5 separate regions of the Mus musculus genome follow, and all the other regions are linked to region 4. A link is a contact called in public HiCAR-type and promoter capture Hi-C data. All regions are on one chromosome and are shown on one strand. Each heading gives the region's core, a stretch centred on a gene start, on an enhancer-like site or on the middle of the called end of the contact. The rest is flanking DNA. Distances are from core to core; before and after follow the strand shown.

What was found. Promoter capture Hi-C pulls out the DNA fragments that hold promoters and counts their contacts. HiCAR-type assays count read pairs that join an accessible place to other places.
Region 1: a HiCAR-type map of astrocytes shows a contact between it and region 4, with 4 times the contacts expected there. The contact joins the promoter of Chdh here to the promoter of Ccdc66 in region 4. A contact is called at or near these places in 1 of 39 promoter capture datasets (hippocampal neurons) and 1 of 115 datasets of contacts at active chromatin or transcription factors (astrocytes).
Region 2: a promoter capture Hi-C map of hippocampal neurons shows a contact between it and region 4, with 11 times the contacts expected there. The contact joins the promoter of Cacna2d3 here to the promoter of Ccdc66 in region 4. A contact is called at or near these places in 3 of 39 promoter capture datasets (cranial neural crest, hippocampal neurons and maxillary cranial neural crest) and 1 of 115 datasets of contacts at active chromatin or transcription factors (astrocytes).
Region 3: a promoter capture Hi-C map of pre-B cells shows a contact between it and region 4, with 4 times the contacts expected there. The contact joins the promoter of Zmiz1 here to the promoter of Ccdc66 in region 4.
Region 5: a HiCAR-type map of astrocytes shows a contact between it and region 4, with 6 times the contacts expected there. The contact joins the promoter of Dcp1a here to the promoter of Ccdc66 in region 4. A contact is called at or near these places in 6 of 39 promoter capture datasets (the 3T3-L1 cell line, cranial neural crest, frontonasal cranial neural crest and 3 more) and 1 of 115 datasets of contacts at active chromatin or transcription factors (astrocytes).

What each region holds. Positions count from the first base shown.
Region 1 is chr14:30,007,669-30,010,368 of GRCm38.p6, forward strand. It overlaps Chdh (choline dehydrogenase), which reads left to right and starts at 1,332. Exons shown (of 8, transcript NM_001136240.1): 1 at 1,332-1,565. Il17rb (interleukin 17 receptor B) reads right to left here and starts at 1,228. Exons shown (of 11, transcript NM_019583.3): 1 at 1,064-1,228. The coding sequence starts at 1,123.
Region 2 is chr14:29,720,610-29,723,309 of GRCm38.p6, forward strand. Cacna2d3 (calcium channel, voltage-dependent, alpha2/delta subunit 3) reads right to left here and starts at 1,255. Exons shown (of 38, transcript NM_009785.1): 1 at 1,037-1,255; 2 at 263-344. The coding sequence starts at 1,158.
Region 3 is chr14:25,457,855-25,460,554 of GRCm38.p6, forward strand. Zmiz1 (zinc finger, MIZ-type containing 1) reads left to right here and starts at 1,331. Exons shown (of 24, transcript NM_001310666.1): 1 at 1,331-1,702.
Region 4 is chr14:27,507,144-27,509,843 of GRCm38.p6, forward strand. Ccdc66 (coiled-coil domain containing 66) reads right to left here and starts at 1,317. Exons shown (of 18, transcript NM_177111.3): 1 at 1,279-1,317. The coding sequence starts at 1,289.
Region 5 is chr14:30,478,299-30,480,998 of GRCm38.p6, forward strand. Dcp1a (decapping mRNA 1A) reads left to right here and starts at 1,267. Exons shown (of 10, transcript NM_133761.3): 1 at 1,267-1,518. The coding sequence starts at 1,324. It also overlaps a transcript of Cacna1d not described here.

The DNA of each region.
Region 1 (2,700 bases), core at 82-2,581, 2.5 Mb after region 4:
GAAAGGCCAGTTACTAAACCCTTTGACGTTTCCATTAAAAGGGAAGAGTACTAGTTTGGAAATAGTATATTGAGCCTAAAACATTTATTTTAGTTGTCAGTAATCTTCAGTGGCAAGACACAATGTGACAAACCCAAAGGACTCTTAAGATCTCAGCTCTCTCATTTCCAAAACCTTGGTGAAGGCAGAAAGCAGAGGTTTTGATGGAGCAAATGGGGTTTGGATGATGTCATCCACTGTCCTTTGCTTTGTGACATTCTCTTATTAAGCAAATGAGCCACCTACTAGGAACCAAGTTCTACTTGAATGGGAGCAAGACAAGGTGTGTAGGAAAAGCCAGGTGAGGGCTCTACATTTTGCAGAGTTCATTCAATGTTCTTCACAGCTGCCCCCAGGACAGTTTTTTTCTCTTGCACAGAGACGGCAAGGGCTTCAGGACACCATAAATAAGCTGTGACTTTCCACAGTCACCAAGGATGCCTTCCAATGTGTGAAGAGAGCAGGGCTTGCATCTGAATGCCTTGTTGAGGATGCGCTTTTCCCTCCTAGAAAGATTCTTTCATTCATGGGGACTGGAGAAGAAAGGAAAGCTGCCTTCAGGAGTTAACATGGCCCTAGACAGAAAGGAAAAGCAAGCAAGCAAACTGATGCAGGCTGTCTGTTGACCCAAGAGGTGGGCAGCACAGATGTAAGCAGTACTGTCTTGTTTGTCATCATTAACCCAGGACAAGGCATACCTGTGTGAGTTGAGTACCACCCTTTTTCTTTTTGAGGAGAATACTACGACTCAAATGCCCAGGTGGCATCTGTGACAGTTCTAAACCTCATTCCCCTGGGAAGCAGTCTGACAACTGATACCTTCCAGGATGGCAATAGATGGGTGGTGTGAGTTCAAGACCCATCGCGGTTAGCTCAGGGGTGCAAACTGGCCCCTTTCTAAGGATGGTTCATGGACAATTCCTTGACAGTTGAGCTGGCAGGTTTTCAGGCGCTTGTCGCTTGTCAGGGTTCAGCTAAACGGATGGGAACCGAAAGGGTGCCCACAATGGAGGGGGATGCTTACCGGCTCTCGAGGCAGGGCGCTCCTGCACGATGCAGCCAAGATCAGCAACACTAGCAACATGGCCCGGCCACTGGCCACCGCCCACCACCACGCGGAGCTGGGGCCAGAGGTCCAGGGTCCTCTTATCCAGGCGCCCGCCGCAGTTCTCCGGGCTCCGCCTCCCACAGTACCGCCCTGCCCAAGCCGGCGCTGGCCTGGTCCCAAGACAGTAAAGTGGCCGCCTTGTCGCCCTCGGGGCTCGCGGGGGTAGGCGGGGTGCGAATGACTCAGGCCCGGGAGGACTGAAGCTCCAGCAGGCGCGGGGCGTGTCGAGCCCCGCGCACAGGTGTGTGCCGCAGGCCAGGTGGGGCGACCGCACCCGCGCCTGGAGCCAGACGGAGCAGCTCGCGGCACTCCCGGGACGCCAGTTAAAGAGCAGCGGGCGAGGATCAGCGGCCACTGCCTTCTCGGCTCTCCTGGCTCCTGTCCTTCGCGTCCTGGCCCAGGTGCGGAGTTGTCCCGGGTGAGTAGCTAGCTTTTCAGGTCCTAGGCTGGGTGAGGACCTGAAGCGGAGGGGCTCAAGCCACTGAAACCTTCTGGGTTTTGAGAGAACTAGCGACAGGAACTTAACAGTTACAAGGTAACAGTGATAGGAATCTCCACCCCTGGCCTCTCAGGCTTTCTGGTTAAGTGTACTCCTATAGAATGAGGCCTGGCGGTTACATCTGGGGTCCCGAAGCTGGTGTCTCAGCACTGTGGGTTCCGAGCTAAGGTTCTGACATTTGGCAGTGCTGCTTCTGCCTGAGTGAGATCTGCCCGACTCTCCACCACCTCTCGGACCTTAATTTTGGGAAGGTGGGCCAGGGACCATCCTTTTGAGATGAAATGGCTTGAGAGGGGGATAGCCCAGTATCATTTGGGGTTAGAGAAAGGGCTACAGAGCCTGGAATTCTGCTGCTTCAGCCCTTCCTATATCGTTAGCAGAGCTGGGCTCACCAGACACGTAGACAGTGGAATTGGAGAGAGCTTCAGGCACAAGTCCTGCTTCTCCCTGCTAAGAGGTTGGGTGGAGTCAAGTGGCTGTATTTGCTGAAGCCCGACTGGGATACAGACTAAATTCATCAGTGAGACAGACTTCAGGTGAAGATTCTGGTTTTGATTCACCTGGAGAAGGCTCCGTCCCTAGCCTCTGTTGGATTGCAAGGAATAGTTTCCTGAGAAACTTGTTCTGGTGCCTGACCAAGGAGATTGACAGAAGGGAGGTTGTAGCCCCACCCTCGCCTGGAACTGGGCCATCCTGGGCTCCCACTCAACCTCAGCGAGCCGTTCAGGCTCAGTGGTTCCTGGGAACAATAAGCTTTCATAGCAGCCTTTCTGACCGGTAAACCCTTGCCTGCTACCAGGGTGCAAAGGTGCATGCTCTTGGCATGGAGCTGAGCACTGTGACAGGAACATGCAAGGCCAGAGTACCTGCCCTGGTGGGAAGACAAAATGGAGACGGCCTTGTTTTCCAGCTTCTATCTGAGAACTTTGCCCTATGGGGCTGAGGAGCCAGGCAGATGTTTAGATAACAATCAGTTTCCAGTTTTGAAAAACAGCCCATGGGGCTGTGCAGAGCAAGTAGAGAGCACTCCCTCTCAGCTGAGCAAGTCACAGCC
Region 2 (2,700 bases), core at 5-2,504, 2.2 Mb after region 4:
TGCAAACACACTGTTTCCGAGCCCCAGCCAGGACAGTGCGAGTGAGTATCCTGCTTTTCTTTGTGTTTGGAATCAAGTGTCATCTAAAAATAACCGGTTGGTAGGGAGAAGTCACTGCACAGTACAATGCCAAGAACGGGAGATCAGAGACTACTCTGATAACTGATGCAGCTCTGGGCTCACGTTTGTTTGGAAAAACTAAATCTGCCTCCATTTTCTGTGCTAGAAAAATCATCGCTGTCTGTCACCACAGAAACCTTACCTTTTGCAGAAGCTGGGAGCCCGAGTACTTGGCAGCGATGGATTTTATCTCCCCACCAAAAGCGGAGGCCCACAGCTTCACTCTATGGGGAGAAAAGAGCAGAGGGAAGAAATGTAATACCAGTGTCACCGTCACACACGCGCACACACCGGGCTGTGGCTGAAAGAGCAGGGCGATAGAACATTAAAGGAAAAAGGAAAGAAAGATTAAAAAAAAAAAAAAAAAAAAAAACTCTCTCTTACAAACTACCCGCACCAAGATGTAGAGCGCAGCGCGGGATGGGGTCCGGGGTCACCGGAGTTCAGAAGGTGTAAAGCCTGGCTCTCTAAGAAGACCACGGGCTTTCATAGAAACAATTGCCTGGTTACTTAAACACCTAAAATGAGCATCACCTGGCAAATACTACTCTGAAGAAATCCACCCATCCCCACCCCCACCCCACTTCCCGGAAAAGTAGGATGGCAAGGTAGCAGAAAAGGGGACCATTAAACAGCCCGTGGAAGTTGCAGTCTGTAAACAGGCTCTAAACTTGGCGCTGTCACTTGAGGTGAACCTCTCCAGGTCTTACTCCCCAGCCCCAGGGAAAGGGCGAGAAGGTTCCACCCTAGTCTCCCGCCACTGGGTGCTGATGCTGAGAGGCAGGTGCAAGAGGCGAGGCCCGCACCCGCCGTGGGTCCTGCCCAGCCGCACCTGCAGGCGCCCAAACTTGGGCGCCCCGGGTCTCTCTCGGGCGCTAGCCGCCCCTCCCGGGGAGTCCCAACACCAGGCACTTACACGGAGAGCGGGATCTGCTGCTCGGAGCGCACCACGTCCCCCAGAGCGGCGTAGAGAAGCGCGGTGGCTAGGAGCGCCGAGGCCCCCCGGGACGCGCAGCACAGCGAGCCCGGCCCGGCCATCCTGGCGGCGGCGGCGGCGGCGGCGACTGGAGCGGCCGCGGAGAGCTGCGCCGGGCGGGCGGTGGGCGAGCGCGCTGGGCTGCCTGCTCCGCCGCGCGCCGCCCCTCCTGCCTCTCGCGCGCCCGGCTCACTTGGGGAGCAGGGGGGGGGGGGAAGCAGCGGGGTACGGGGGGAGGGGAGGGGAGGGCGGAGAGGAGGCGGGAGGGAGCACTGGGGAGTAGGCAGGCGCGGGAGGAGGGAGCGAGACGCGCCTCTTGCCGCGGCAGCTGCCCAGCCCCGCCTCGGCGGCCCCGGGGAGTCCGGCGAGCCGCGGCGGGAGGGCGGGAGGCGCCTCGCGGGCGGAGACTCGCAAACTCAAGTGTCCTTGGCCGCCACGGCTCGTGCCTCGCCCGGTCCGGCCCACTGCGGCCGCTGAGTTCTTTACAACTCCGCAGTCCGCCGCCACGGGCGCGACTCTCGGGTGGCCCCGGGCGGTCCCCAGGCCCTGGCGACCGGAGCGGAATGGGGGTGGGCGGCTCGGGAGCGAGGCCGAGGACCCCGATGCTCCACACTTTGCCAGTAGTTGATCTGGTCAGGAGCCCCGGGGACTGGTCAGGGGCGTTGTGGTGGGGGGCTGCGGAGCCTAGAGGTGGTGCGACCCCCTCCCGATTCCCCTCACGGTTCCTTGGGAAGAGGCAGAAGTCTGGAAGAAGCCAGCGGGCGGCGGCAGCGGCAGTGGACCGGCTCGTATAGCGGCAGAACGGGCTGGGGATGGGACAAGGGGGTCGGGTTCTAGGGAGTGCACCGCGGCGTGGCCGCCCATCGCTGCTCCACCGCCGCGGCGACTGGAGGAAAGCGCGGAGGGTGGCGCTGCAGTCGCGGCGCGGGCACCCGGCGGCCGCACAGCTACCGCTGGCGTTCCGGACCACGGGCCGGGGTGCTTTCAAGCCTACTGAAGCTCGGGGTCCGGGGTCCGCACTGCTACACGGTGCACCCAGGGACCAGGATGCCCGGGCGGGAAAGGAAGCAAACGCAGCGGAAAGTCCAACCTGACCGGCAGACACCCTTAATTCTGCGGGGGGAGGAGGGGGGTTCAGATTGCTCCGAGCACGGAGGTTCCGCACACCAGCCCCCGCCCGGGAAGAGGCAGCTGAGCGCGGGCGAGGCTTCTGAATACCCACAGGGAAAGCCCCAGGATGTCTCTTTTGCCGCGGCCCCACCCTTAGAAAAACCTTGTCCCCCATCCTCGTTCAAGCTCTAGGGTGTGACTAGGAACTTTGTGGAGCCCTCGCGCGGGCTGACGGTAAAGACCCGAGTGAGGCTGAGTCATCCTCGCCTGGCGGAGCAAACTCGGGCGACCTGGGGCAGCCGTGCGCTCCTGACCTCGCCTAGTCTCCGAACGCGCCCCCGCCGCCTCGGTTCTCCTTATGTGCATGTATTTCCGCCTCTGGGATTTACAGGGGTTCTCCCCCCCCCCCACACCCACACCCTACCTAGTTCTTTGCACTCAATTGCAGAGAACTGAGTAAGGGTAGGGGTAGTATCCGGCTAGGATCCAGCATG
Region 3 (2,700 bases), core at 81-2,580, 2.0 Mb before region 4:
AAGCCTCCCCCGCCTGTCCTGAAGGGGAGCGCGTGCGCGCGCGCGCGCGCGCGCGGGTCCAGCCTAGACGCTTGTTGTCTTTAGGACTACATTACCTCTAATCGAGAGGCGGGTGGGGTTGAGGAAGGGATGTGGAAGAGTAAGGGGAACATGTGTGGTATGTGTACGCGAATGTGAGAGGTAGTGCACGGGGGAATGCCTCGTGTTTTGTTTTGTTTTTAAACGTACCGGGGGTGGTGTACACTATATTTGTGTGTTCAATTGTATGACTCCAGGTGCACGGGCATAACTGGGATGGAAAGTGTGTGTACAAGTGTGTGGAGGGGGTCATGCGTGCTATGAGAAGTATGCGTGCCATGCTGTAAGGTAGGCGCAAACCCGTTTGCCGTTTGTGTAGGAGTTTCTGTGTGAGTGGTAATGGACAAGAGCCAAAGGGAGTGCGCACTTGGATACACTTGGGGGCCGGTCTGTGAGGGGAACCTCCGCAAGTGAGCGCACCTAACTGCTTCGTGAGTGCTCTTCGCCACTGTAGGAGTGGAGCCCAGCCCTGGGCTGTGGGCTTGGTTGGGTTATTTCCACCTCTGCAAAGCGGGAGCGCTCGGCTCTCAGCGCCCCAGGCGCTCCCTACCAGGCACTAAGGCGTCCTTGCTCTTAACTTCAAGTAGTAGTGGGTATTTATGGTTCTCGCTGCACCTCTCGCTCTTTCTCAAGATGTCAATGGAGGCGCACTTTAGTCTCCCCTGCGTCACCGGTGGTAGTGAAGGTTAGGGTCCTCTCACCCTCTCTCACCCTGTTTTAGGAATAATCCCAAAATCTACATGGAAGTTTCGCACACAGTGTCTCATTAGCAATCCAGTCACCCCAATTCAGATAGCTGACAGCACCTGAGGTCTCAGTGCACTCCTGCAGGGGACCAGTAGGAAGCGGGGTACGCCTTCTGGAAGTAATTTTGCTCCTACCAATGTGATCCCTTCCTAGGCACATCAGTCTCTCCGCTCCAAACTTATGGGATGCGGAGAGGGGGGCGTTAAAGAGCAGCGAAGGGAGGCGAGAAGAGGGACGAGAGTGAACGAGCAGCAGAGGAGGGTGAGGGTGGCGCGGTGCCTAACAGGGTTCGGAAAAGAGCTGAGACCTGGGAACGGAGAAGAAAGGGAGGAAAAGAAGGGAAAGGAGAGAGGCGGAAAGGAAAGGAAAAGAGAAAAGGAGAGCGCAGCGAGCGCGCAGATGGAGAGCGAACCAAGGCAAGCAGAGCTGCGCGCCGGAGGCGCGGCACTCCGCTCCCGCCGTGACTCCGTGCCGGCTTTTGCGGGAGGCCGGCGGCGCGGGGCCCTTTGGAAATAGAATAGCCAATGTAATCTGACACTTCAACTTGCTCGGCTCCGGGCGAGTTGATTCACTTACTCACCCCCTAACGCCGAGTTCCTTTTCACTGTCTGTGGACATTAAAAAAGCGAGCGGCGGCGGCGGCGGGCGCCCGGGAGAGCAAGCTGCCGGCCGGGCGAGCAGCGATCCGGCTGCAGAGCAAGCGAGCAGCGCCCGCGCAGCGCGCTGACCCTAGCCCCGGCCGGTGAGGAGCCGGAGCCGGAGTCGGAGCCGAGTGGATTTCCGCGCTCTCGCTGCGCTCCTCCCGGCTCCAGCCTGCCCTACACGGCGGTGGCGGCGGCGCGTCCTCCAGCGGTGGCAGTGGTGCTCGCAGCGCCCGGTAAGTTTGGGGACAGAGCCAAGCGCCCGTTAACACCGAGGCTTCCACCCGCTCCCGGCGGATCATCGGGGTGCGAGCGCCGTGTACTATACTAGGGCTTTCCTCTTAAAGGTTTAGCTCTGGCCGGGCGAAAGAAGCCAGCCGTGCAGGCTCGGCCCGCTGCTCTGGCCGCCGGGGGCGGAGGCTCTGGCCACCAGCGAGCGCCCAGCTTGTGTAGAGCGGCTCCGGATGAGCGCGGGGACCCGGGGTTCTTCGGGTGTACGGGGCGCCGGTGCGGTTGTGCGCTCGGACTCGGTGCCCGCCTCCTGCCGGCGCGCCTCCCAGCCGTCGCTCCGATCAGTCGGGAGCCAGCCGGGATACGGATTCGGAGGAGGGAGGAGAGGACCCGGGAAGGACTGGCTGCTTCTCCCTTGCCTCTTTTGGAAAGATGTGAAGTTGTGCTCCTGTGTGCGTAGGAGAACCTCCGGGAAGGCGCTGGATTCTAGGGTGGCAAGGGTTGGTGGTGTTAAGTTGTGCCTCCGAATTTCTATGGAGAACACACTTTTGTACATGGGAGATGGGGGCGCGGTTAAGTTGTTTTGGGGGGAGAATAGCCCAGGGAAACGCGGCGCGTGGCTGAAGCAGGACACGTTGAAGAGATGTGTCGAGGCTTCTCGTTCGGGCTTCGGAAGCCGAAGGGGCTTTCAGGCCAACGCCTGGCCGGGGCTGCCCCAGTCGGGAGGCGAGCCCAAGGGGAAGATGTGTCTGTGTGTGTGTGCGCGCGCGTTGCAAATACGAAAGTAATTTCCCCGTGTTCTTTCTTCCTCTCTGTCTCCGGCGGCGGTGGCCCCGGGGGAGTGGGAGGCCGACCCGGGAGGAGATTGAGGGGCCGGGCCGGAGCTGAAGCTCGGTCCGGATTGTGGGAGGGAAGCTCAGAAAGCTTGTTTCACATTCCTGGCGTCAGGGCCAGGGAGAAAACAGTGGGGAGCACGGCCTCGGTGTCGCGGTGCAGGCTGCGG
Region 4 (2,700 bases), core at 67-2,566:
ACTTACATGCAGGCACGATACCCATTCACATAAAATTAAAATAAGTATTTAAAAAGTATGTGTATATATGTGTTCATACATACACATTTTTTTTAACCTAAGAGGGAAAAAAATACAAAAGACTTTCTTACAACTTTTCAGTGAGGCCAGCATGTGTCATGTTTAACCTGAAACCTGGTTTTTGTTACTGGTAAGAAATAAAGCAACCCAGTTATTGCAGCATCCTTTAACCTGCAGCTCTATACCAAAAGTCCCATGCTGCTACCAGAACTCCTTAGCCAGGTACAAGACATAGATAAGCTATTTATGCGTTTTTTGTTTTGTTTTGTTTTTAACAATTTCATGACTGACAGATTCCAAGGAGGAATAGACGCGACTGAAAGATGGCTAAAATGGTCACCAATGTGACGGCTGCTTAAATACAGAATTCCACACAACTTGGACTATTTCATATACTACACGATTGCTTTAGTGACTCTATTACTATCTTAATAAATAAACAATAAACTTTGGCTAATATGACACTTTACATGTCAAAAGCGCCACCATAAAGAAACGGTAAACACTACCAGCAAAACTTACGTTGTCTATTAAAGTCAACAAAATTCTGATGGGATTCTACACACAGTATTACACAGTCTTACGGGGGTGGGGTGGGAACGGGGTGGGCGTTATGTGTCTATGAACAGTAATGACGACAACGTCAAAGAGAAAATACCAAACCAAGAAATTAAGGGCGAGCAGGTTGACTAGCAACTTTAAACTCAGAGTTGCTTTGGTAGCGAGAATCAAAGTGCCTGCGTTTGTAAAAGGAAACAATCTGGGAGATATAGGTTGTCAGAGGCCACCCCGTTGCAGGACTACAAACAGCTCATGGGTACGTTAGAAGGCAACCTCTTGAATGAATCTGAAGTTGCTAAGTCTCTATACTACCGCCCCGCAAGCTTACGGGGCAGGCTGCCTCATTGATTTCTAAACTCCCAGAAGAGAACCTAACATTCAGCTTCTGGATGCGCGGTTACGTCTAGGTCTGGTGGCTGGTTTTCCTAAAACGATGAACTTCTGAAGATGAAGACCGCACCCCAGACTCGGTCCAGCCCCAGCTGAGGATGCTCCAGCTCAGTACGGGGCAGCCGTAGCTCCCCGAGCATCTCGCCCTCTGGGGCGCCATCTCCCCTCCGGGGCGCTCCAACACCACGGTCCGCGCTGGACCCGGAACCCCGCCCGCCGCCACGCGCCGGCTGAAAGTTACAGCCCAGCGAGTCCCCGCCGGCTTACCCCAGGTTCATGGCCCCGCCGCCCACCCGCAGCTCGCTCAGGTCACTTGTGTACCCAGCTTGCTGCCGCTGCTCAACAAACGCTATGCTGATTGGTTGCCGGGGGCCAGCCGAGCCAATCACAGTGGGACATGCTGGCGGGTCCGTTCGTTGATGCCGGCCTCCCCGGACTCTAGATCCCTCTCCGGGGGCGTCTGCGGTTTCTTCGTGATCACCGCCAACCTTGGGGAGCCGCCTTGGCTCTAATGGAGGTTTCCAAATAGGCAGAAACAACAGATGTAACCATTCTCTTTTATATTTGGAGGAGAGGTTTATTTAGTTGAAGGACTTGTGACGCCTAGGACACAGAGTATATGTCTCTGTCTCTTCGTGCTTCCCACACCTTACAGGCTGAAGTTCTTTAAATACTGCAGCAACAGTCACAGTGTGGACCAAACTCGTATATCCGTCGTTAGCAGTGCTATCTCTGAGGCACGAAGAGGCAAAAGGACTTGCCTGGGTCACTGACCACTTAACAATTATACTACAGATCTTATATCTAATGTGAATATGTGTATAACCCCAGCTGACGCTTTTAGACTCAGCCCAAAATTCCACTTGTTGCTCTTCCAGAGAATCCCAGTACTCACGTCAGGGGGCTAAGCCTCCTGCAGCTATATCAATCCTGGTGTCAGACTGGAGTCGGGGAGGGCGCACCCTCGGCAGCCTGTTTCAGAGTGAGTTCCAAGACACCACCATCCCTACCCCCATCCCCACCCCCACTAATCCCCACATAAAAATAAACAAATGTCACTTCCATAAAGAAGCTGCTGAGGGTAAAGTGTAAGAAGGCAATGTCAGCCGGGCGTGGTGGCGCACACCTCTAATCCCAGCACTCAGGAAGCAGAGGCAGGCAGATTTCTGAGTTCGAGGCCAGCCTGGTCTAAAAGTGAGTTCCAGGACAGCCAGAGCTATACAGAGAAACCCTGTCTCAAAAGAACCAAATAAATAAATTATTATTATTATTAGTAATAATAATAATAATAAAAGAAGGCAATGTCTACCTCCCTCCTCCTAGGATCCCAATAGTAGAGACATTATTAGGGTCACTTCCGGAGCATGCAGGAGGGTTTTCAGGAGTTTGGGCAATCCGAAAGTAAATGTAAAGTCTGCACTTAGCAAGGCTGGCGACAAGCTCAAGCTCACGGCTGGATGTGATAGCTGGGCATCTGCTCCCCTTGAGTTCCCAGAGCCCACGTGTCATTACAGCAGTATTGGATTTGGTTGGCTGAGAGGGATGCTCAGGAGGGAGTCCCACGAACCTCCCTATCCAGTCCTGCTATCAGGGAGTGCTATCTTATGCAGACAGGCCCATTTAAGCATCCTGAAGATGGTGGTAGCTGGGCTTGGAGGATAGTCTAGTCCTATGCAACAGAAATCCTCA
Region 5 (2,700 bases), core at 17-2,516, 3.0 Mb after region 4:
GTTTTTAGCAAGGCAGAGGGAAAAGGGGAGAAGAGCAAGGTCTGCCAGAACCTTGCCTGCCATGCTGGAACTGGTAGTGAGGTTCCTTCACTACCTTTCCTGGCTCAGATGGCAATAAGGACGCCACCCTCTGGAATTCAAAGAGAGACATCTATCATGGGGCTGTTTGCTTGCGTTTAGTTTCTCCTAGAGCCAAAAGAGTTGGAAGCTCGGAGCTGGCAACCACTCAATAAGATCAGTGAGTGTGTACAGAAGTGAAGGGTGAATAACCGATAGGCGGCTGTTCCAGCTTTTGTAGTTGCTTCACACGCGGTTCTGTCAAGAATGTAAAGTTTGCCCTTCCATTAGTATGTAAAACCACAAGCAACACAAATATGTGGGGGTACTTTGAGAAAATGTAAAGTTTATCCTTTCAAAAATGTTCATTTGTGCTGAGATGTCTTCAATAAAGAGAAACGATGGTTTTTAAAGCAACTCAATGAAAACAGCCTGAGCACTTTGCTTTACCTCTTAGTACTTCCTGATCCCTTAAAATGCCCAATAAATGTTTTCTTTTTAAAAGAGATCTACTTACTATTTTAAATAATAGACGTCTCTATAGAACAATAGAAATATTTATCTGGGACCCAGATGAGGAAAAAGACGAGCAAAAGAGGGTAGGCCAAGTCTATTGTAGTTCCAGGCAGGCTAGTTTGGCTGCTTTGAAACATTTCTTTCAAAAGTTACCAAACTGTTAAGAGTGAAGGTGCACTCTGAGGTCAGAAGTGACGGACAGCTCCCCTTCCTCATTTGGACTGAGTTTTCTTTTTTCTTTTTTTAAAGATTTATTTATTTTATGTATATGAGTACACTGTAGCTGTACAGATGGTTGTGAGCCACCATGTGGTTGCTGGGATTTGAACTCAGGACCTTTCGGAAGAGCAGTCAGTGCTCTTAAACGCTGAGCCATCTCTCCAGCCAGGTCTGAGTTTTCTAAATGGTACGTGGAGACCTCATGTCCTCAGCAGCAAGCATTTCGATTCTGCGCCGGAACCCGAGTTAGGGACTGCGCTGGGGTGCAGCCTCCCCGGCAGGAGTCAGGTTCATTCAGGGAACCGGTTCACACCCCGCCAGGTGAGAGAGGTCTCCGGACTATCAGCTCACGGCTCCACCGCGCAGGCGCGGGGGCCTGTCTCTTCCGGCAGACGCGGCCCGAAGAAAATCGGAACCAGGGCTCCTGGCGCACAGGAGCAGCGGATGAGATTAGCTGAAGTACCACGCTCGGCAAGGCTGGGCCGGTAGGCGGAAGTGGAGGGCTGACTGAGCTGGGGGAACTTTGCCTGGATGGCACTTTCCTGTTCCACAGTCCGCCCCCGCCGGAGGGGCTCGGCTCTGAGATCCAAGATGGAGTTGTTGAGTCGAGCTGAGCAAGAGATGAGTCTGGCGGCCTTGAAACAACACGACCCCTATATCACCAGCATCGCAGACCTCACGGGCCAGGTCGCCCTGTACACTTTCTGCCCCAAAGCCAACCAGTGGGTGAGTGAGGCCCGGCCGGGGACAAGGCCAGCCTGGCCGCTGCCGCCTCTTAAAGGGACCGCGCAGACAGCTGAGGATTGGGGGTGGGGGAGAGAAGCAGGAGCCCAGGACCGCAAAGGCGAGGCCGGGACCTCTCCCAAAACCGGGTCCGGAGCCAAAGAGGTGACCGGGGCACGCGGAATTGAAAGAATGTAGCGGAAGGAGTAGACCAGAGACAGAGCAGGGAAATCGGATGGAGGAGAGAAACGAGGCAGGATCAGTCTTTTTGGGTCGGTTCTCGGGGCTTGAGGTTGCATTGGTAAAATATGAGACAAGTTAATTTTAACAAGTGAGTGAAAGCCTGTGTTTGAAGACTTTGAGGACTCTTAGATACATGTACTTGATGGAAGAGTCCGCTCCTCTTTCCCTGCCGACCTAAATGTGATGGTTTGGATTTGAAGCTTTAAAAATCAGCTTCAGGAGTTAGACCAGCTTTAGTCGAACTACTCTGTATCTCTGGAATTTGAGGAAAATTTTCAAGGCTACTTCAGTAAGAACTGGATTCCTTGGAGACGTTTGCAAGAAAAAGAGACCAGTGCTAGGACCTTTGATGGCTCCCTTCTTTTGGGATTGTGTGAGTGGCATAGAGTTGCAGAAGTTACTTTGTCTACTCGCAGATTCTAGTTAACCTCAACTCGAAGCACCTGTGTACACGGCCCCTTTTCTTGTGCTCCGTTTTTCCTCATTCACTCATTGGGCTATACAGAGGTTCGGTTTTAGAACATTAAAGCTCAACACCTGCGCTGAAAACCCGAGTTAACGCTGTTGCAGCAAAAGAAAGAATACTAATGTTCGATTTTCTTGTTTATTTCTTGTAGTACAGGAACTCAAACCCAAGACCCCCTGATAGCAGGCAGGCACTGTTCCTCTACCACTGGGCTATATACCCACCCCGAGTTACAATTTCTTAGTCACATTTTCAGTTGTTTATTTTAAAACCCTACCAAATTTGCCTAAGGCAGAGAATGGTTTCTATCCATGATTCTTAACAAAGTTCTGAAAATAATAAATTGTGTTTGGTAACCGCAAAATGTGTAACTTGTGAAAATATTCCTAAATCCTCCAGAAATGAAACAAAGGATCTTATAAGAAAATTTCCCAAGGGTAGGGATTTAGCTCAATGGTGCACAGCTGTGCATCATG